4 separate regions of the Mus musculus genome follow, and all the other regions are linked to region 3. Evidence: chromatin contacts called from public ChIA-PET and HiChIP or PLAC-seq data. All regions are on one chromosome and are shown on one strand. The core of a region is the stretch at or near the end of the contact, and the rest is flanking DNA. Distances in the headings are between cores, read along the strand shown.

Region 1 (5,752 bases), core at 3,143-5,642, 270 kb after region 3:
TCTGACTCTACTTGGCAGAGTGAGCTGTGTTTTTCCCTGTGCATCCTGATAGATTAGACAGCCACAGTGGGTGGCTTTAGAAGGAAGATGACCACTTTGTCTCCTGACAGGTGAATGATTTGGCTTTCTCGCCTGCAGTTCATTTTCATAGTATCAGGACTCAGATTCCACAGGGGAACAAAATTTCAGCAAGCATTCCATTGGGATGAATAATCTCACTGTATCACATAAAATGAAGCCAGTAAGATTACTGCAGAAACCAGAGGTCTGCATACTTCACAGTAAATCGGTTTTGGCTCTGCTTCAGGCCTGGCTTGACCATATCCTGTGGAGAGACACTCCACAACTATGTAGACTGCATGACATTTTCTTATCCAAAGAAAAGGGCTGCTGATATTTTTTGCAAGGTTATGTTTATCATATGCACTATAAGCTGGCTAGGTTTATGTCAACTTGATACAAGCTAGAATTATCAAAGAGGAAAGAGTCTCAACTGAAAAAAAGTTTCCAGAAGATTGGGCTGAAGACAAGCCTGTGAGGCATTTTCTTAAATAGTGATTGGTTGGAGAGGTCCCAGCCCATTGTGGGTTGTGCCCTTGCTGGGTTGATGGTCCTGGGTTCCAAAACAAAAGCAGGCTGAGAAAGCCATGACAAGCAAGCCAGCAATCAGAAACCTCCATGGCCTAGGCATCATGGTTCCTGTCCTGCAGGTTCCTGTCCTGTTTGAGTTCCAACCTTGGCTTCCCTCAACTATGTATGTATGATTTAATATACATAACTCAAATAAGCACTTTCCTTCCTAAGTTGCTTTTGATAGTGGTGTTTCATCATAGCAATAGTAACTAAGACACACTACCAGCAGGAAATAATTGCTACTTAGGCCTACAGTCCAGTGACAATTGAGTTTCCTAGGATATTATGAAAGAGATTCCCACCAATAGGAGTTTGACTACAGTCTGTATAAAGATACAGTCTGCTAAGAGAACACAAATGCCAGCCCAGGTTACTATAACCAGCAAAACTCTCAATCATCATAGATGGAGAAACCAAAATATTCTATATCAAAACCACATTTAGATAATATGTATCTATTAATCTAGCCCTACAAAGGATTCTAGAAAGAAAACGCCAACACAAGGAGGGTATCTACATCAAAGGGAGAAAAAAAACAAGAAATTAAATCATCTCACAACAAACCCAAAAGGAGAGAATCACACACACATAATACCACCCCCAAAAAATATAACAGGAAGTAATAATCACCTGGTTCTAATATCTCTCAACATTAACGGACTCAATTCCCCAAAAAACAGACAGAAGATAACAAACTGGATATGTAAACAGGATCCAGCAATTTGCTGCATGCAAGAAACACACCTCAATGACAAAGACAGACATTACCTCAGAGTAAAAGGCTGAAAAAAAGTTTTCCAAGCAAACTGCACTTCATATTCATCAAAGGAAAAATTCACCAAGAAAAAGTCTCAATTCTGAACATTTATGCCCCAAATGGAAGGGCACCCACATTCATAAAAGAAACTTTACTAAAGCTCAAACCACACATTGAACTTCACACAATAATAGTGGGAGACTTCAATACCCCACTCTCACCAATAGATAGGTCACTGAAACAGAAACTAAACAGACACACTAAAACTAATAGAGGTTATAAACCAAGTGGATTTAACAAATATCTACAGAACAATTCACCCTAAAACAAAAGGATATACCTTCTTCTCAGCACCTTATGGCATCTTCTCCAAAATTGACCATATAATTGGTCACAAAACAGGCCTCAACAGATACAATAAGTTTGAAATAACCCCATTCATTCTATCAGATTACCACGGACTAAGGCTAGACTTCAAAAGTAACAAAATCAACAGAAAGTTCACATACCCATGGAAACTGAACAACTCCCTACTCAATAATAACTTGGTCAGGAAAAAAATAAAGAAAGAAATTAAAGACTTTCTAGAATTTAATGAACACAAAGAAACAGCATAGCCAAACTTATGGGACACAATGAAAGCAGTGCTAAGAGGAAAACTCATTGAACTAAGTGCACTCATAAAAAAATTGGGCCGGGCGGCGCACGCCTTTAATCCCAGCACTTGGGAAGCAGAGGCAGGCGGATTTCTGAGTTCCAGGCCAGCCTGGTCTACAGAGTGAGTTCCAGGATAGCCAGAGCTACACAGAGAAACCGTGTCTCGAAAAACCAAAAAAAAAAAAAAAGAAAGAAATTGGAGAGATCCTACACTAGCAACTTAAAAGCACACCTGAAAGTTCTAGAATAAAAAGAAGCAAACACAACCAAGAGGAGTAGATGGCAGGAAATAATCAAACTCAGGCCAGAAATCAACCAATTGGAAACAAAGAAAATGATTAAAAAAAAAAAATCAACAAAAACAAAAAAGCTGGCTCTTTGAGAAAATCAACAAGCTAGATAAACCCTTAGCCTGTGTATCTTGGATACACAGAAACAGTATCCAAATTAACAAAATCAGAAATGAAAATGCCTGGCCTGTCCTCAGTGGGAGAAGATGTGCCTAATCCTGGAGAGACTTGAGGCCCAGGGAGGCAGGAGGTTTGGTGTGGGGAAGCATCCTCTTGGAGACAGGAGAGAGGAGGAATTTGAATACTTCATATTGAATTAATGAAAAAATTTAGTAGGAAAATTAGAATCTTTTCTTTCATTACAAAGTGTAGGTTTTAGGAAAACAATAGGAAAAAGACGATGCACTTTTAGTATTATATTGTTAGGGTTAGTATTTCACACAAAACAAATAGTAAAAATAAGACTGTAGAGCCAGTTTTCACTCTAACAAATTTAAGAGCAGTATCTTCTAATGATTGACTCTTTCTTACAAGAAAGAGACAAGTCATACCTGACTATCTTTGTGGGACTGGTTCCATGACTCCACATGGATGCCAAAATCTGCCTGAGAATTAGGTTTTTGACATAAAATGATAGAGTATTTTGCCTATTATATATGTGCATCCTCCCGTAGACTTCAAATATCTAGTCTTACAAATAACTGCTAAACCATATTATGGAGTAATTATAACCCTCCTCCAACAAAGAACCTGTACACACTCAGTAGACGTCCATTTTTTTCCAAATATTTCATCTTTGTTTGGCTAAATTCATGGATTCAGACACAGAGCCTGTCACTACATGGTCAGATGTATATAATTACAAAATAATCTTTCTTTGTTGAAATACTATGATGAATAATCACACTTCAATGATTAGTGGCCTCTCTACTGTCCTATGGACCACAATTTCTCCCTACAAGCACATCAAATAGGGTAGAGAACTGAGCCTGAAAGAAACAGACTTGGAAGGTCAATCCACACGAACTGAAACCTGTGAAAGGGCGGGCTAGTGTGCTGCTGTGCAGACAGACTCCAGAAGCAGAGTGCATTTTTCCCTTTACTTTACCTGAGTTTGTGTTCAATTTCTAGCGCTTGAAAATAAAGAGTAGCAGCTAGAAAACTGTTTTTCTACTGATTGAGTTTTTACTTGAGTAATTCATTTATCTAAGCCCTTGACTTAGCTCAACCAAAGTAAAATTCAGGGTTTTAAGTTAGATATTATCATGTTAAGAGCCATTTCCACTTACAATAAAAAGTGAAATCATATCATAGAATATTTATTAAATCACACATCCTAACATCAAAAACTCCATTAGTAAGTGTATTTGTTATCATTGGTAATATGAACTTAAGAGTAGATGGTGAGTTACCTTCCATAATGCAATGAGGCTCACTGCTGCAAATCAGCAGGCTGTCTTATGCTATCTCAGTGCTCACAAGTTCTGCTTCACCAGCTAATTATTGGGCAAAGTGAGGCAACCTGCTATCATCATGACAAAGCATATGCTAACCCCAGGAGCTCAAAGAGTTAACTTTATTTGTATTCCAACAGAAACAGTTGCAGACCTAAGAATTAGGTGTTAGAACATCCAAATATAAGCAGCATGCCAAGGAGTTCCCAATGCAAATGCTCTTCAAAGAGCACAGCAAGTTTCTAGCCATTACTAGAGTCTGGCTGATATTACTAATTTCTTTTCCCTCAGCAGTTAAAATCCAATCAGTTCTGGAACAACATCAAATTAAGAAGGCAAAAATTTCAGCCTGGCAGTGGTGGTACATGCCTTTAATTCTAAAACTTGGGAGGCAGAGACAGGTGGATATCAGAGTTCCTGGCCAGCTAGGTCTACAAATTGAGTTCTAGGACAGCCAGGGCTACACAGAAAAGAAACCACAAAACAATACGGCAGAGACATTTAAAGATTAGACTGAAACTAAAGAAGGACAGGCTGAAAGAACTGAGGGCAGCCTGCCAAGTCTTAAATCCTCACCTGAGTAGGCTGGGCCTCTGCCTTAGCATTTCCTTTTCAGAACTTGCTCTCTGATCTATGTGGTTTCTTTCACTAGCCACAAGTAGTCTTTTGAAGACTACCTCTTCTCTATGGAGCATGTAAGGAACTCTTTCAAATAGCTGTTCCCTGGGCCTCTATCTCACTTTAACAAATGCTATATATACTGTTCTAATTAGTTTAATGAATCTCTGAGATAGCCCAACTTTGAAGGTACCTGAGTTCAGTTGCTGACATAAAGAAGTTGAAATGCCTTTTAAGCATTTTTAATATGTAGAATGCCTTGGACAAAATCTATGAGTCTTCCATCCCAGTAAGATTACTAAATCAAACTGATTTTCCCAAGTGTAATTTATTTACACTACTAATGTATAATCACCTTGAACAAAAACCTCACGCCTAAACAACTTTTAAGGTTAGTACAGTAGCTGAAGAAAACAATTCCAACGGATTTTCCTGCACTAAGCATCTTATTAGAATTCACTATCTGGAACAAAATAAGAAGAAACAAGGCATACAAATATTGAGCTAAACGATCACAGTATTCGTATTCTCTTATTTTATTCTGATTTGCATTCTCTTATTGATAATACATAGTTTTACCTTGAGAAGGTATGTGGGAATGTTGCTGAAATCTACTGGTAACTTCAATAGAAAACGAGCTGAAAATTCACCAGTCTGTAAGGAGAAAAAAGGATTAAAATATACAACAGATTGATAAGTAACAATTATGTCCAAGAAAAAATTCAATATACAGACAACTCCTATTAGGGTTTCCTAACACAAGACAGAAAAATAAGGTTGGAAAGTAGGATAGAATTAAAAAGAATCCTTAAACTATTAAAGGGGCACAGTTTTAATGAAAGAACTCTTCATTTTAATGCATGAAAACATTTTAAAGTAGTATTGGGTTTTTAAAAAAAATGAAAAGAATACATGAATGGATATTATTTCTCAAAAAAAAAAAACTGAAATAGGAAGAGACCACCTTGCCCCTGAGACTTATCTGCTTTCCTAAGCATTCATACCATCGTCCTGACTCTGTAACTTACCACCATGTATGCTGACATCCATTACAGGATGTGTGCAAGTCCATACAAAGACCAAACTTCCTCTAACGTGGAGCAATACATCAATATAAACCCAGGAAAGTTTCTAATCTCTTGAAAGTTCACAAATATTATCAATTAATATTTTCAGTAATTAGAAATTTAAAACACTTAAGCTATAAATAATAACTCCAGTTAATTGCTTTGTGTATGTGTGTATATGTGCATGAGTATGAATGTGTGTTTATGTGTGAGTGTGTGTGTGTGTGTGTGTGAATGTGTATGTATGTTTATGTGTGAGTGTGTGAGTGTGTGTGT
Region 2 (5,607 bases), core at 860-3,359, 340 kb after region 3:
TTAAAATCTGTTCTTTCTTTGAAAAATACAGACTAAAGTATTTAGGGGTGAAATCTGAACATATTTTCAGATTATTTCAAAAACAGTTCTGTGAGAAAACACAGAGAGATATAACTGTTCATATCTGCTTATAAATACATATATCTGTGAGCACAGAGATTTTAATGGCAAAATGTTAACAACCAATAAATTACATAAAACGTATATTTGTTGTATAACTGTTCCAGTTTTTTATAGGTAGATTTCATTTTTTGAAACTGAGAAATGCAAATTCACAGTGCTTTGCAAGATTCTGTCTCCCCCCAGGCAGAACGGCTATCAAAGGAAACGAACGGCAGGAAGAGCTGGTGAGGACGTGGGGAAGAAGAGCCCTTACATACTGCTGGTGGGAACATTGGCTGGAGCCATCACTCTGGAAACCATTCACCAATGTAGAGGGCCCCCAAAAACTAAATTAGCACTGCCATACCATTCAGCTATACCAATTCTGGGCTTACCTGTCAGCACCCCAGAGTTCCTTGCACATCCATGTTTCTCCTGTACTACCAACAATAGGCAAAAAACCAAAAAATAAAAAAGAATCTAGTCTAGATATCCAGGAACAGATGACCAAATAGGGCAATTATGGTACATATACACAATGGAATTGTATTCAGTTGTAAAGGAAAATAAAATTATGACATTGTCAGGAATTTGAATGGAATTATAGGCCATTCTGCTAAGTGAAACAAGCCAGATTCACAAGATTGCATGTTTTCTCTCAGATACAGAGTCCAGATTTAAATGTAGAAATGTATGTACATGTGTATATATGTATATTTATGTATGTATGTATGTATGCATGCATGCATGCATATGGGGAGTGAAAGATAACGGTGTTATCTAGAATTTATGAACTCACCAGATGTATCATCAATGTTTCTCAGTCACACCTCAGTTGACATTTGGGGATAGATATGTCATATGTTGTGATAAGTTTAGCAGCATCCCTGGTCTTCACCTACCACATGCTGACCAGGAACTCCTCTCATCCCTCCCTTGTAATAATCAAATCTGACATTGTCAAGTGGTCCCCTGGGAACAAAATCACATCCTTCTCTCACTGAACTTCTGCTTAAGAAAAAGCTGCTGCTTTGAGCTAGCAGTCAGATAAAGGAGCTGTCAGTCAGCTCAAGCAGCTACATCAGCCTGCAAAGGACATTCTCAGGTTTAGAATGCACTAGCTAATGGGGTGGGGGTGGGGAACAGAGGGAAAGAGAGAGAGAGACAGAGAGAGAGTGTGTGTGTGTTCTGAGACTGGACTGTCTGTCTGATAGTGAAGGCCTTAAGAACAGATACATGAACTTCTTTACCCTGGAAAATTCCAGACAAGTCCTACCCAATTACGAAGTGACCAATGAAATTGAATGCCACACACCCACAGCCAACAAGCTACTCTCTAAAACGTCCTATAGTGATGTCTCCTCTCCCCCACCACCATTACCATCTTTCCTCTTTTCCCCAGTTGTACTAGTAGTTCTTAGTGTCTATTTGAAACAACTGGGAAAAAGGAACCTCTATTGAGGAGTTATCCACATCACACTGGCCTATGGCCATGTCTGTGAGACTGTCTTGATTGATGACTGATGTAGAAGGGGCTAGCCCATGTCACTGCACCATGCCTAGGCAAGTGCTCCTGGCCTACCCAAGGAAACTATTTAAGCATAAGGCAGTGAGTGAGCCAAATATGCAGTGTTCCTGTAGAGTTTCTTCTTCAGTTCCTGTTCTGATTTCCCTCATGATGAACTGTGAACCAAATAAAAACCCTTTCTTTCCCTGAGCTGCTTTTGGTCCTGGTGTTGTTATCTCAGCGGGAGGAAGCAAGTAGAACAGCAGGACTTCTTGCTCCTTCAGAAATCATCTCACAGGCAAATTACACACACCCAAGTCCTTGTCTGGGGTCTCCTGTTTCTAGAATCCAATCTAAAGCAGGAAGTCTGGATGCTTGATAAAGAAATATCTGTTCCTCTTAGAAAAACAGAAGCTTTAATATCGCACCACAACCCTGTGTGAGTTTTCACAATCGCCTCTAAGCTGGTTTTACTCACTCAGTGTCCTCACAGGAAACAGCACTCAGTATAAAGGACATGGTGCTTCCGTTTCTACCCCACAACTACTGAAAAGGCAGCACACTGTACCCAGAGGCAAGTAAAGGAAAGATCCAAAAAATGACCAGACAGAGAAATTTAAAACAAACAAACAAAAAAGGGTTAGGCTATTAAACTTGCCTGGCAGATACAGCCTGAAGCCTGGGTGAGAGGTTCATCTACTGACTGAATAGAGCCAGGCATTTTTGGAAAGGATAGTGATTCTCCTATGCGGGTCTAATCCTGGGAGAAATGAGAGAAGGAGGGAAAAGGCGAGCCTGAGGCCTAGAAGAAAAAGGACAAGGTGAGTTGAGTCAGTTAATCATGCCAGAAATGAAGAAATCTAAGGCTTTGGGGTCACTTCAACAAGGTGGGTCAATTAACCATCAATAACCACAGTGAGTGGGTTGAACAAAAACAAAACAAATGATATTAAATGTCATGAGTTAATGATACTTTTTAAAATCAATAGTTTTAGAAAAGCCATTTGAAAATCAGTGAGCAAGAGAAATATTAAGTGTTTTTACTGTTCTTCCTAAATCTTTTAAACCCATGATTACCAACTACTTATCAGGAAGATCTTATATTCAGAGAAATAATACATAATGGTTTGAGTGAAAATGGCCCCCACAGGTGCTATGCACTATTACGAAGTATGTTCTTCTTGCACAGATATAGCCTTGTTGAAGAAAGTATTCAAATTTTTAATATTCAAGCCAGGTCCAGTGTCACTCTCTTGCTACCTGCTGCCTGTCATCCAGATATAGAACTCTCAACTACCTCTCCAGCACCACATCTGCCTGCATGACACCAGGCTTCCCTCCATGAAGATAACAGACTAAAGCTCTGAACCCTAAGCCAGCTACAATTAAATGCTTTGCTTTATAAGAGCTGCCATGGTCATGGTATCTCTTCACAGCAATAAAACGTAAACAAAGACATAGTCCAACCAGTAAGCTAATAAGAGATATTACTAGAATAACTTCTGAACTTCTTGAGACTGGAAAGTGGGTCTTTTATGTGCTTATACTTGTTATGTGCATATAATAGTAACGTACTATGTGCTCAGACTAGCCTCAAAGTTGTAATTCTCCTGTCTCCACTTCCTTATTGTAACTTTTAACAAATTAATGATTTAAACAAAGACCATTAAAGGCTGAATATAAAACTTGGGCTTGCACAACAGTACCATGTGTGTTTAACATATATAAAGTCCCAATTTAATCCTTGGCACCAAAAGACATTGACAACCAAACATTATAGAGATCTTGATAGGAAAATATGCTACCTTAAGAAATTTTCTTTTGGGAAAAATAAACTTTAACTTAAATAAGCCTCTAGAGAAAATTACCAGTTCATACAGAATATGATGACACACAGAATGAAGCAATCCAAGTTCAGCCTATAGGAAATTATAGAACGAACAATCCAGTTTCTTTATAAATAAACTGAAAACAAAGGGGAAAGAACAAAAAGTGGAGAAGGATAAAGACAGGAGGAGGATGAAAGAGGGCAGAAAGAGGCGATAAGGTGACTATAGTATGAGACCTAAAGACAATCAACATATTGCAACATATACACTACCACTATATAAAAGCTGTAAGGCACATATACCTTACTACGTATGTGTATATATGCATACATATATGTATGTTGTGTATACGTGTATATATACACACACTAACCAGTAAAACTTTAAAGTCTTAAGAACACTTGTTACTTTTTACAGTATGACCATTATGTTCTATTTTGGTTGTGTAGCACAAGGGACCCAGTGTTCCTATTAATCCACAAGAAGACTGTGTTTCCAGTAGTCTCATCTCAGTATGGGTTCATGTCATCTCTCCCAGATCTTTTTTAATAACTTATTTTCCTTTATCAAAGAACTACATAAACAACTTTACATTCATTGCATGCATTGTTTCTAGTCTAACATACTAAACTACTAGGACAAGTTGAAATGCATCGTAATGTCTGTCCTCAAAAGTTGAGTCTTCCATATTGAATTAAATACATCTAAATCATTCAGAAAAACATTGAACAAATAACACTACTTTCCATGATTGTTTGATTTGCTACAAATCTACTTGATATATATAAAAATTGTGTCATCAACTTGAGTCTAAGCCAGTATCCATATAATAATAACTAAGCAGTCATCTTCAGAATATATTACTCTAAGAACAATACTCAATTTCATATTAAAAAAACCACTCTCAGGATAGCTAAAATCATCCTTACAATAAAAGAACTTCTGGAGGTATCATCAGCCCCAATTTCAGGCTGTACTACAGAACAGCTGTAATAAAAACTACAGGACATTGGCATAAAAACATACAGGTTAAACAATGGAATCAAATTGAAGACCTATAAGTAAACCCACACACTTATAGACACTTGATTTTTTTTTTTTTTACAAAGAAGCTAAAAATATATGGTAAAAAAAAGAAAGTATCTTTAACAAATGGTGCTGGACCAACTGAATGTCTGCCTGTAGAAGAATGCAAAGAGATCCACATCTATAGCTCTGCACAAAACTCAAGTCCAAGTGGATCACAGACCTCATCATAAAACCATTTTCCTTAAATAATGTAGCTAGGATTTCTCTCATCAAAGGGCTGCTGCCATTATGCGCACTTCTTTTATGCAGACACTTACTGTAGTAAGTCTAGAAATTCCGTTTCTTAAAAGAATCGTTACTATCAAAGGAATTGTGATTCAGGTAACAAATTTAGACAAACATTCTGAGAACTATTCCTTTCAGTACCATAGAGCCATCACATAGATGAGGAAACATAATTGTTCTGTCCTCAGGATAAACATACATACACATACACATACACATATATGTAGTTTGAATGAGACCCGTGATATTGAATCATAGAGAGCAAGGTCTCTATTAGTGACAGGAGCTTACTGACCACTTACCAGGGGTATGATTAAGAAACAAGCTCTCATGTACAGTAAATTAGATGATGCCAAAATGTTCTCCATTCTAAAAACTAAAATTCTGTCACTGAGTTAATTATTAGAATCATGCAAGTTCTTTTTTTTTTTTTTTTTTTTGGTTTTTAGAGACAGGGTTTCTCTGTATAGCCCTGGCTTTCCTGGAGCTCACTTTGTAGACCAGGCTGGCCTCGAACTCAGAAATCCGCCTGCCTCTGCCTCCCGAGTGCTGGGATTAAAGGCGTGCGCCACCACGCCCGGCTGAATCATGCAAGTTCTAACAAAACCAATTCCCTTAAGGAATGTTAAAGAATAGGAAATTGAAAAGGAAACATTCTACTTTAACTTGTTTTTAGTGTTACCTGTTTCATAACATAAAACTATGTGCCTTTTTAATGCAAACATTAAAGTTAAAATCTTTGATAATTTCATCTCTACCAAAACCTGTAAGTCATTTTTTGCTGTCATTTTTATTTTATTTTATTCTTTGAGATAGGATTAGTTATTTATTACGAGATATGGTCTAGAACTTGCT
Region 3 (5,178 bases), core at 74-2,573:
CTATGCCATTGTATCATTAGCACAATAGATTAAGGAAATGGAGTAAGGAGGTGGAGTATGGAGATTAATAAGGACATGGAGTAAGGAGACATGGGCTAAGGAGATGGAATAAGGACATGGAGTAAGGAAATGGAGTAAGGTGATGGAGTAAGGAGATGGAGTAAGGTGATGGAGTAAGGAAACGGAGTAAGGTGATGGAGTAAGGAGATGGAGTAAGGAGATGGAGTAAGGAAACGGAGTAAGGTGATGGAGTAAGGAAACGGAGTAAGGTGATGGAGTAAGGAAACGGAGTAAGGAGATGGAGTAAGGAGATGGAATAAGGAGATGGAGTAAAGAGTTGAACTAAGGACATGGAGTAAAGAGATGGAGTAAGGACACAGACTAAGGACAGGAAGTAAGGACACGGACTAAAGAGATGGACAAGAAGCTAGTAGCGGTGATGGGGAGGGAGACCCCACAGCAATGGAAGAGCCCTGTCTTCTCTTGCTATGTGGTCCTGGCTACATCCTTTTCTTTCTGTGGCTCCAGCTATCAGTAAGGGGCAGGACTTGGGTATGGGGTCTAGATAGTCCTTCATGCTCTAATATTGGAGGATTTTACCACAGGCTGTTTATCTTATAAAAGTAAAGAATTAACAAGAAGAAATACACCCATGAGGCAGAGCATTTGAAGGTTAAAAAGGCCAGGTTTGCCAAGGGCAGCAGACTTCTCTTGGGGGACAGGTAGCAGATGGGAACTGGAGCTCAAAGTGGGAGCCAGTCACACAGGACTCAAGCTGTCACCTGCAGCCTGGTGCCAAATAAGCTTTTTGTGGAGAGTTGAAAGCCCAGACCGGGGAGCCACCAGCCTCCTGCTGCTCACTGGTGCGTGGGGTCCCATCTCAGGAGGTCATGGAGAGATGGCAAGAGTCATTGACAGCGTGTGTTGTCCAGTTTGTCATTCTTGTCACCCCTCTTACGCCATGGCAAACATGATCTTGAATTCTACAGAGGTCCACTGGGGAACTTGTACATACTGCATCCCCTAGGCATCCCTGCTTGGCAGGTGACTTGCCACACAGAAAACCAAAGATCCCACACCATCCATTTGTCTGCCGAGCCTGGCCTCTGCGGCTAGCACGTCTGGGAACACCTTCCTCCTCAGAGTTTCATGTTAAAAATCTAGTTGCCGTCCCTGCCTGCCTCTAACCAGAAGGACACAGACTCTCTGTGCCTTCTGTATTTCAACAAAATGACTTTTGCTGAAAAGCAAAGCTCACCAGAGCACCCAGCCTTGCGGTTTACCTCATGACATCATTTCCCTTCCTCTAGATGAACCAGAAGAGGCCAAGAGCTCAAAGTTTCAGCTGGCTTCGGGGAAGCAATGCCATCTCTGACTCAGGGTGGAAGGTTCAGAGAAGACATTTGGGGCTGTGGGATAAGGAAAAGGATCCTCAGACTCCGCCCTGATGCAGGTGATCTGGAATGCCCGAAGGGAAGGCTGCCTGGCCCCTAGTTTGTAGAAGGTTAGCATAGGATGCTCTAAACATGAGGGTTCGACATGCCCATGAGAAACCTTCATGGGGGCATCAGCACCCAGAGTCCTAACCTGAAGAGCTGGAGTGTTACCCTTGGCCACCTCAGGGTTCTGGGGGTAGGGTCCTGGGCCTTTGGCCACCTCCTACAGAAAGAGACTGGAAGACACCTAAGTCTGGAGAGTACAGCTCTCAGCCTCCCTTTCCCAAGTCTCCAGAGAACTGCATCTGTTCAGAGATAATGACAGGAGCAGTGACCACTGCCATGGTAACATCTGTACATGATCACTCTCCTTGCTGAATATCCCAGTGTGACCAGCCCCAGACTCACCAAGTCATCAAGTCATGCACAGCTCATTCTCAGAGCAATCCAATAATTGGCCTTTATTTCTCCTCTTTAATAAGGCTTCAGCTGTCAGAAACTAGCCAACTAGGATTGGAATCAGGTCCTGACCACAAGGGACCAGGGACTCAGAATATGCAAAAGGAGGCGTATTCCAGAAAGATGTGTGCATGTGTGAAGGGCAGAATGCAGGAGATCCAGAGCTCTGGATAGGACCTGGGTGGGATGGTAGGTGGGATGTAGACTGGAGAGCAGGGGGAGGGGGAGGCATGGGCTCAGCTTGAGCTACTAGCTAGGAGTGGAACTCTTGATGCTGGTGATATGTTACCATTGCGACAGATGATCCAGGGAGACACAGGTCAGAGCAGGTCAAAGCAGCGCTAGGCCTCAGTTCTGGCAGGCCTTCTTTCAGAGGCCAGTGTTCACGGGAGCCAGTCCAAGCGGGAGCTGTGTCAGTATCTTCTGCTCCAATTTATTCTCCTGCCTCTCTCCCTGTGGCCCTGATGCGTGCCATGGTCAGCTGTTGGGGCTTAGCAGTCCAGAGAAGAAGACCTGTACAACTTGGAGACAGTGGGTTTAGCTTAAGCCAAGCAGATAGAGTCCATGTGGGTGGTCTCCAGGACAGCCTGGGAGGAAACCAGGCAGGGTGGCTCCATCCTTGGCGAGGATTCTACAACTCATCTGGAGCAGGCACATCCACATTGTTGACTGGCTGTAGGGCCAGACTCCCAGGGTGCTGTCTCAAGCCATTGTTGGATGTCAGGAGCCATTCAGAAGTGGCCCCTGCTGCCCACAAACATCCTTGATAGCTCTCTGACCCATCTCCAGCCAGTGTCTCCTCTCACCAGTCAGTCTTCGGTACCACCACCAACAGCAGTTGGGGTTCATTTAATTGCCTCTGTGGCCTCACAATGAAGACAGGCAGGACCCTGAGCTGGACCATGAGACCCAGGGGTGACTTGGAGGTGAAGAAGAGACATTGGCAAGGGCAGTGATGCCTGAGCAAGAGCCCAGGGGACAGTGCAGAAACCCAGCTCTCCCTCCTAACACCCTTGGCAAGAGGCCCAGGCTCGGAGCTGGCCGCACAGGCTGATTCGTGACTGAGAAGCTGCTTAGGGGTAGGAGGGGCCTGGGAAAATCAAATTGCTGGGGTTTTGAGGCCCCGTGGGGCCTGCTCAAGCTGTGTGTGGCAGCTAAGGGCCTGGGGGGGGGCACGAGAAAGCCCTTTTCTTCATTAAGCAAGTGGGTGGAGATTGAAGTATAAACTGGAATACCTTCCCACTTGGGCTGGGACTGGGGATTCTGGAGAAGGGGCGCTCAGGAGAAGCAGGCTTGCCTCTTGGGTCTTTCAGAGACTCCTGCTCTGTTCCCTGCCATGGTAACTGATCAGTTCTGGAGATTTCTCTTTGTTGTCTAGTGGCCCAGGCATCCCACTGCAGTCGCTAGCTCCGGAACTTGAGAGGAGCCAGGCTCTCTCCCCACCCCCAGGTTACCACTGTCATCTCTACAAAGGACTGGGCTTGGGTGACAGAGACATGGTCTTCACAAGCACTGTTTAAAGGTCACAGTCACAGTGACCTTTGTAGATCACCAGGATGGTTAGGGTCAGCCACCAATGTCCAGATGGCACATCCCTGTATTGTCTGTAAGCACAATGTCTGGTGGAGCCATACCCGCTTTGGGCTTTAGTGTTCACACCTAGAAGGCCACAGGCAGAAACCTGGTGTGTTTAGCTCAGCAGCTCTGAACATCAAGTACCCACTTGCTATGCATAGCGTTCTTACTGCGATCTGGTGTAGACTCGGGAAGGACAGGCAGTGTGAGGCAGACTGAGGGGCAGCCTGGATGGCCACCGGGTGTGGGGAGAGGATAGTAACTTAGAAAAACGCTGTTGAGAGGAGATGGGGCTGAGATAGGTGAATCTGACAGAGGGCTGGAAGGGAGGAGAAAAGGGACCAGTGAGTGAGTGGATGGATGAATATGGGGGCATTCACTTGTACCGGCTGGGGTGCCATTGTTGCTCTGTGAGAATTTTCTTGGCCTGGGGCCAATACAGTCTTCTTCATATCTAGGGTAGTCCTGGGCCCAGGTACTTCTAGGGAGGGAGTGAGGACAGTCACATGGGTCCTTAAGAAACACCTATCCCATGTTTTCTTGCAACTGACATTGTGACAGGATAAAACACAGAAGGAAAATGGGGTTTCAGGACCCCCGTGGGGCCACCAATCACCTCGATCATCAGCATGTCCCTAACCTCCTCACTTCCATTTTGTTGTTCTGTTATTTTAAAACAGCAGTATACACAGTATTATTTTATGCATGATTACCTTAGCCTTTATCTCCAACCAGATGATTAAAAAAAAACCCATATAAGTACGTTAGGTCTTAGCCATTGCTACTAATTCAACAATGATTTCCTTTGTATGTGCATGCATATGGTATATATATATATATATATATATATATATATATATGCAAGTGTGCTCACCTATGCATGTACAAAGAGGCTAGAGGGTGACCTCAAGTATCTTCATCAATAGATGACATAACAGCTCCCAGTAGGGTTTTTGACTAGATTGAGTAGCTAATGAGTCCCTGGGATCTGCTAGTCCCTGTGTCCCAGCTCTGGGGTTGGAGGGGTGTGCCGAGGCACCCAGCCTTTTCATGCGTGCGGGAATTGGGACTGGGTTCTTCATGTTTGTGCAGCAAACACTTGACCACTGAGCTGTGTCCCCAGCCCCCAACCTCTCAATACCATGTAGAAATAAGTCCAGGCTCAGGCTTCACTGATTGTCTCTTCCTTCCAGGAACAGCAAAGCTTTTAATTTCTAGGTAGGGGGAGATCATCACAGAGGTTCAGTTCAGCTCACGGTGTGCTCTGTTTGCTTCAGCGATTTGTGGAAGGTAGAAATGAATGAGCGTGCAGAGAAGGAACTGGAAAATGTGGTAGAAGAGGAACGCGCTCTCAAAGTTCTCTGCTCATCCCGAAATTTGAAAACAGATGAGGACCCAGGAGACCGGTGGAGCCATTCCTGTCCCAGCACAGAATTGTCTTTTGTTCCCTCCAACCACCCAGCCATGCCTGTCTGGTGGCCAAGGCTCGTGAGCTCCCGTCCCATTGGCTTGTCTGCACCCTGGGGCGGTTTCCCTCCCTGGAACAGACTGGGAACAGGAGGGTGGAGGAGCACACACACCCAGACCCACTGCTGCTGGTGGGCTCTGCTTACAAGGGGTCATCTGGTTTCAATCCACAAAAATCTCAAAACTTTCCATGGGAACTTCTGTGCTCAGGCCCTCCCGAGTGGGCTGGGCAAGGTCAACC
Region 4 (5,460 bases), core at 2,534-5,033, 390 kb after region 3:
TAAGAAACTGGATTTTTTTTTCAACCCTGCTCTTTTATCAAAGACCCTTCTGAGAAACATTCACGGATGATTCTTTAAATGCTGAAGGCTGCAGGATATGAAGAAGACCTGCTTGTCTTTGATGTCCCCCGCCTTGATTCATCTGGCTTTCTCACAAAAGCCACAAACACAATTCCAGTATTTCCCAGTGTTCTTTGGGTTCTGCTAAGCTGACAGCCACATCAGTACAGTCCACCACCTAAGACGTATCACCGGATTCTCTGACTGACAGACCACGAACACAGCTCCCCTTCTAGCACATACAACACCTTCGCTCCCAGTGAGAAGCCAATCACTAGTTGCTGACCCTATTTGAAGAGTCACCCAACCTTACAGTATGTACACTGGCATCATTCATGGGACTATAAGTCACCAAAAGAATTCTAAAGATAGTATAGAATAGGATGGGACCTCCCCTCTACATGCCAGGATATGGTCTGGCCCCAAGATTAAAAATAACAACAATCATAAAGTAACAGCCTGTGGCACCTGGAACTCATGCTTGAAACCTATTATCCCTTCAGTTCCGATAATCTGTCTAGACTTACAATTTTCCACCTGCACTATACAACTTTCCTAATTTACAAATTTCTTTACTTTATTATAGAAGTATGTACAAATATATATTTATATATGCATATATATAAAACATTTTTTAAAACTTAACAATGATAAGTCCAAAAGGTATTTTTTTATCTCAGAAAAATATACTAAGGAAAATAAAATATGCAGTGCTATGTTCTGACATCATGGTACTGATAAACCATTACCCCCAAACCAGGTACCATAATGTTATGTTATAAGAAATAATTCTGCAATGCTAATAATACCTATATCATACCTTTAGCTAATACTTGCAATATCTTTTATGCTTTCTATTTAGAAAGTTGTATAATGAAAACTGGTAATTAAGATCAAAATGTAAACAACAGCATACATAAACTTATTTGATTTCTCCCTTAGTTCCAACAATAAAACTCAATTCCTTGCCCAATACTGCTTAATGTTTAGACATCTACAAATTTTTGTCAAATTACCCATTGCTCAGATTTAGCCCAAATGCAGTAAACTGTTGCCTAAAAAACTTTTTTTTAGCCAGCTACTTTTTCTGGGACATTTCTTTTTTACATTTCCTTTAGCGGGGCATGTGGTCAGAGGACCACTTGAGGGGGTCAGATCTCTCCTTTCATCAGGTGGGTAAACTCAGGCCCTCGGGTTTGATGGCCGGTTCCTCAGTGGGGAGCACTGAGCCAGCTCCCCAGCCCACTCTGAAGTCATCCTATTTGAATTTTAACCAGTTACTAGGTTTTCTTTAAGTGTCCATACCAATACAGGCCTCCTAAATGGAGATGGTGAAAAACAGTCAACAGTGCATCACATTAGTGATTTCTTGGCCAATTTTTTCTTGGAAAAAAAGGACATGGCATTTGGTAGAGAAGACCTGGGCTCCAGTCCAGGCCTCGACCACTTATCAGCTAAGTAACCTTCAAAGAGTTTCATAACCTCTTGGAGACTTACGTCCTCCTGTGTTTAAATGTTTTAAAGAGGGGGATTAAGATTCTACAGAGATTTACTGGGAGCAAAAATCAGCCTAAGGAAAAGAGATTTATGCTACTCATAGCACTAAATTCTCTTCATGGAAAAAACCACAGTCACTAACAACTGAGCGCTCACTGCTGGCCTTGGTCAGCATCTGCTGCCAACTCATAGTAAAATTAATGTTCTTGCCATGGGTGTTCCTCACAGCTCATCATTCCTTTAACATAAAGTGTGTGTTCCTGTATGGACTCCCGGTGTCCAATGCCAAAGGCTTTCCTTTGAGCTTCAGGACTCCCCTAGACTATTTCTTCTACCCAAAACTTCCTCTTCTACTGTCTTTTAATTCCCACAGCAGAATATGCTTGTTTTAAACATACTCATTTTTGCTCTACAAACTATACAAAAAAATGTTTTCACTGTAAAAAAATATATAATAAAAATGAAACTCCAATTACCCCCTCTCTTCCTTTCTAGACTTAACTACTGTGATGAAACTTAATATGTATCTTTCTTAATAAGCTTTCTCCGTGCACTCAGACATACATATGAAAACATATACACTTACACATATATAAGAGAGAACTTTTCTACAAAGACACAATTATTCTGTCTTTTATTCTATAGACTGGCTCTGCCTTCTTGGCATTCAGATACAATCAACAGTATTTTAGCTTGAGTCTTTGGAAACCTGGACAGTACATACAAGTCGTTGGTATGAAGTTATTGCAATCAGAACACAGTTTCCAAGAGCATCAACAACTACTTACTGAGTAACTACTTTGTGCCAGTTAAAGGTGTGCAGTGTAAAACAAAACAGGCATCGTCCCCGGGGGGGCTAAAAGTCTTCAATAAAAACAACACTAACAGCAGGTACGATGGCTCACACCTGTAATACTAGCTCTCAAGAGACTAAAACAGCACGGTTTGTGTGAGTCTGGAACCAACCTGGGCTACATAATGAAATTCTCTCAACATTCCCACAAGAAGGCAATCAGGCAGGAAGGCAGGAGACGAAATGAAAGAAGTAACTAGAACTCATCCTGAGGATGCAATCCAAGGCATACACATCCCACACATCCCAGTGGAAACCCTCAGCATCATTTTTTTATTGTTATCTGAAGCTTTAATATAATATTTTTTCGTTCTTTGAGAATTTTATAAAATGTTCTTTTGATCATATTCACTTCCTGCTCTTCTCCCTATCCCCTCAACCCCTTGACCCTACTCCCAACTTCCCGTCATCTTCATTTAAGTCCACTGAGTATAAATTGTGCCATCCATATAGTCACAGGTATGAAGCCATCCACTGAAGCATGGTTGGCTCACCAAGGGCCACATCCTTAAAGGAAACTGACTATCTCACACCCAGAAGCCACCATGTCAATAGTTCCTTAGTTAGAAAAGAAAGGCTCAAGAGCTGTTTCCTCTCCACGCTAGAATATTCGTCGGCTTAATGTCTTGCTGATCTTATACAAGTAACCACAGCTATTGTAAGTTCCTAAGCACAGAGGCCCTCCCATGTCCAGACAATACTGTTTTGCTCTGGCCCTCCCTGACTTCTGGCTCTAATCACCTTTCTCCTTTTAGAGGGAGGGAAACACAGATATTCCGTTTGTGACTGAGTCCTCCACTAACACTCTCTGCACTTTGACCAGTGTTGAGTTTCGATGTTAACCACCACGTGCTGCAAAGACGCCTCTCTGCTGGATCCTGAGAGCTGTACTCTATTATCTATAGAGGTAGAGGTGAGAGCAGTAAATACCACGTCCACTTAGGAGAACAGCACTAATGGGCTCACCCCTGGGGAAGGTGAACCCCCCACCAGACCCAGGTCCTTGGCAAGATTACAGTACCAGGCATGCACTTCCTCTCATGCTCATGGAGAGGGCCTTAACCCCATCAGAAAGTGCAGCCCCAGAATAACCAAGCCACTACTGTACCCACAGGCATATCCTGCCACTCCAGGCATCACTGCAGCTCAGTGTTCAAGGCTTAGGCTGCTGCTGATTTTCCCCCAGCAGCCTACACAGAACCTTCTAGTACCATGAAAGCTAAGCCAGCAGGAAGGAAGCTTCGTGGTCAGTACAAACTTTATTTCTCCATGTCCAGTAATCAATGTGTGTGGTGCCTTCAGCAATAACCCAACACTATTAAAGTCTATGGATACTGGGGGTTTTTTCCTACAGAAGTTCAGTTTACAAAGTAGAGACTGTAAGAAACTAACCATGACCAAGAATGAGATGGAACAACTGTAACTATACACAATCATAAAAGCCATGTGAACAAGGCTGCTTTCTATTTAGAGTTTCAAGAAATACTAGTATTTTTGGATCGTGGGTGGCTGCAAATAACTGAAACTACAGAAAGCGAAACTTCAGATAAGGAAAGACTACTATGTAAAGATTACACTATAGCCATCAAAGCATTCCTATTACAAAGACAGCATTATTCACAGCAGCTTATACCATTGTCCTTACTGCTAGATCTAGCCCTGCTTGAGTTAACCAATAACTTGGCATGAGCTAATCATATACCCTACCTCCATAATCATAACAATATAATCACTAACTCTCCATTAAAAGGTTTTTACTCTGGAGGAAGCAGGTGCACTGAGGAATGGAAGGGAAGGCAGTACTAGGAAAGGCCCAATTTCAATACAGTTTCTTCTAGGTGTGTGTGTGTGTGTGTGTGTGTGTGTGTGTGTGTGTGTGTATTCAAGTAGGTTAATGCATGAGTGGGTGTGCATGTTCCCGTTCATGTGCCCACATGCACACATGAAGGCCAGAGGTCAATGTCACAGGTCTTCCTCTGTGACTCTCTACCTTGTTTTTTTGAGACAGGGTCTCTTGCAGAACCTGAAGCTCAACAATTTGGCTAGGCTGACTTGTCAATAAGTTCCAGAGATCTGCCTATCTCTGCTCCCCAAATGCCTGCCTGCTAGCTCTGGGGTTACAGATGTGTGCTCCCACTCCTGGATTTTATGTGTGTGCTAGGGAATCCACACTTGCATTTCATGATTTGTGTGGCAAGCACTTTACCAAGTAAGCCATTTCCCCAGACCCTTTTCTAACCTTTAAAGAAAAAATTACAGGTGAAGGAGGCTAGAGAAGAGAGTTCAACTTCACAAAAGTCAACTTAACAAAGTGAAGAATATATACTAAGTACCTTGGATTTCAACAAGGTAAGAATTTTGTGCATCAAATGATATTATCAATATTGTAAAATAGTGTCCCAAGTTACCTTTCTACAGACCATATTATACAAAATTATATGGTGAGTCGGTAAAACTAAGCACAGAATTGCTGTACAATCCAGCAAGTCCTAGAAAACAAGCTTAGAGAGTTGGACATCTTTACCAACAGCATCACTGTTCACAGCAGCCAAGAAATGCGTACAATAGACATCACTGGAAAAAGTACACAATATGATATATACACGTGAAGTTGCAGAAACACACCACAGAAAGAGAGAGAGAGAGAGAAATACTACTCAACATTAAAATGGAAAAAATTTCTGACACATACTACAATATGGATTAACCTTGAATATACCATGCAAAGTGAAATAAGCTATTCACAAAAAGATAAATAACTCTATGACTCTACTTACTTACTACCTAAAATAGTTAAACTCATAGAGACAAAGTAAATGCCATTTGTCACTGGTTGAGTGAAGGGAAGACCAGGGAGTTACTTTCTCATGGGTACTTGAGTTTGCAAACCTTAAAAAGGGCTGGCCACAAGTACACCACCTTCACATTTGGGTGGACTATACATTATAAAACAACAGATTTTATGTTACATATATTTTTCCCACATTAAGAGGTTGTACAAGGATCAAACTGTACCTGTATTTTAATAATTAAGTGAACCACTAAAAATA

Evidence for each region. ChIA-PET counts read pairs in DNA pulled down with a chosen protein or histone mark. HiChIP or PLAC-seq counts read pairs in DNA pulled down with a chosen protein or histone mark.
Region 1: an RNA polymerase II ChIA-PET map of memory CD8 T cells shows a contact between it and region 3, with 51 read pairs. The contact joins two enhancer-like sites. A contact is called at or near these places in 1 of 15 datasets of contacts at CTCF or cohesin (the NIH/3T3 cell line) and 2 of 115 datasets of contacts at active chromatin or transcription factors (VIP interneurons and memory CD8 T cells).
Region 2: an RNA polymerase II ChIA-PET map of memory CD8 T cells shows a contact between it and region 3, with 9 read pairs. The contact joins two enhancer-like sites. A contact is called at or near these places in 1 of 484 Hi-C or Micro-C datasets (the G1E-ER4 cell line) and 2 of 115 datasets of contacts at active chromatin or transcription factors (memory CD8 T cells and microglia).
Region 4: a contact with region 3 is called in a BATF HiChIP or PLAC-seq map of CD8 T cells, with 9 read pairs. The contact joins two enhancer-like sites. A contact is called at or near these places in 1 of 15 datasets of contacts at CTCF or cohesin (large pre-B cells), 1 of 484 Hi-C or Micro-C datasets (Th1 cells), 4 of 115 datasets of contacts at active chromatin or transcription factors (CD8 T cells, differentiating embryonic stem cells, embryonic stem cells and 1 more) and 2 of 9 other capture datasets (adipose tissue and liver).

What each region holds. Positions count from the first base shown.
Region 1 is chr5:31,830,396-31,836,147 of GRCm38.p6, reverse strand. Babam2 (BRISC and BRCA1 A complex member 2) reads right to left here. Exons shown (of 12, transcript NM_144541.1): 6 at 4,989-5,063. Among named protein-coding and RNA genes, the nearest start is that of Babam2, 140 kb to the right of the region's middle. Within about 2 kb of position 4,392, at least 38 of the 459 cell types and tissues checked have an H3K27ac peak or open chromatin away from gene starts, as enhancers often do. A contact at or near this core is called in memory CD8 T cells, where this site is marked.
Region 2 is chr5:31,763,448-31,769,054 of GRCm38.p6, reverse strand. All of the region lies in intron 3 of Babam2 (BRISC and BRCA1 A complex member 2), which reads right to left. Among named protein-coding and RNA genes, the nearest start is that of Babam2, 68 kb to the right of the region's middle. Within about 2 kb of position 2,109, at least 113 of the 459 cell types and tissues checked have an H3K27ac peak or open chromatin away from gene starts, as enhancers often do. A contact at or near this core is called in memory CD8 T cells, where this site is marked.
Region 3 is chr5:32,100,431-32,105,608 of GRCm38.p6, reverse strand. No RefSeq gene overlaps it. Among named protein-coding and RNA genes, the nearest start is that of Gm51292, 10 kb to the right of the region's middle. Within about 2 kb of position 1,323, at least 91 of the 459 cell types and tissues checked have an H3K27ac peak or open chromatin away from gene starts, as enhancers often do. A contact at or near this core is called in CD8 T cells, Th1 cells and memory CD8 T cells, where this site is marked.
Region 4 is chr5:31,711,979-31,717,438 of GRCm38.p6, reverse strand. All of the region lies in intron 2 of Babam2 (BRISC and BRCA1 A complex member 2), which reads right to left. Among named protein-coding and RNA genes, the nearest start is that of Babam2, 17 kb to the right of the region's middle. Within about 2 kb of position 3,783, at least 70 of the 459 cell types and tissues checked have an H3K27ac peak or open chromatin away from gene starts, as enhancers often do. A contact at or near this core is called in CD8 T cells and Th1 cells, where this site is marked.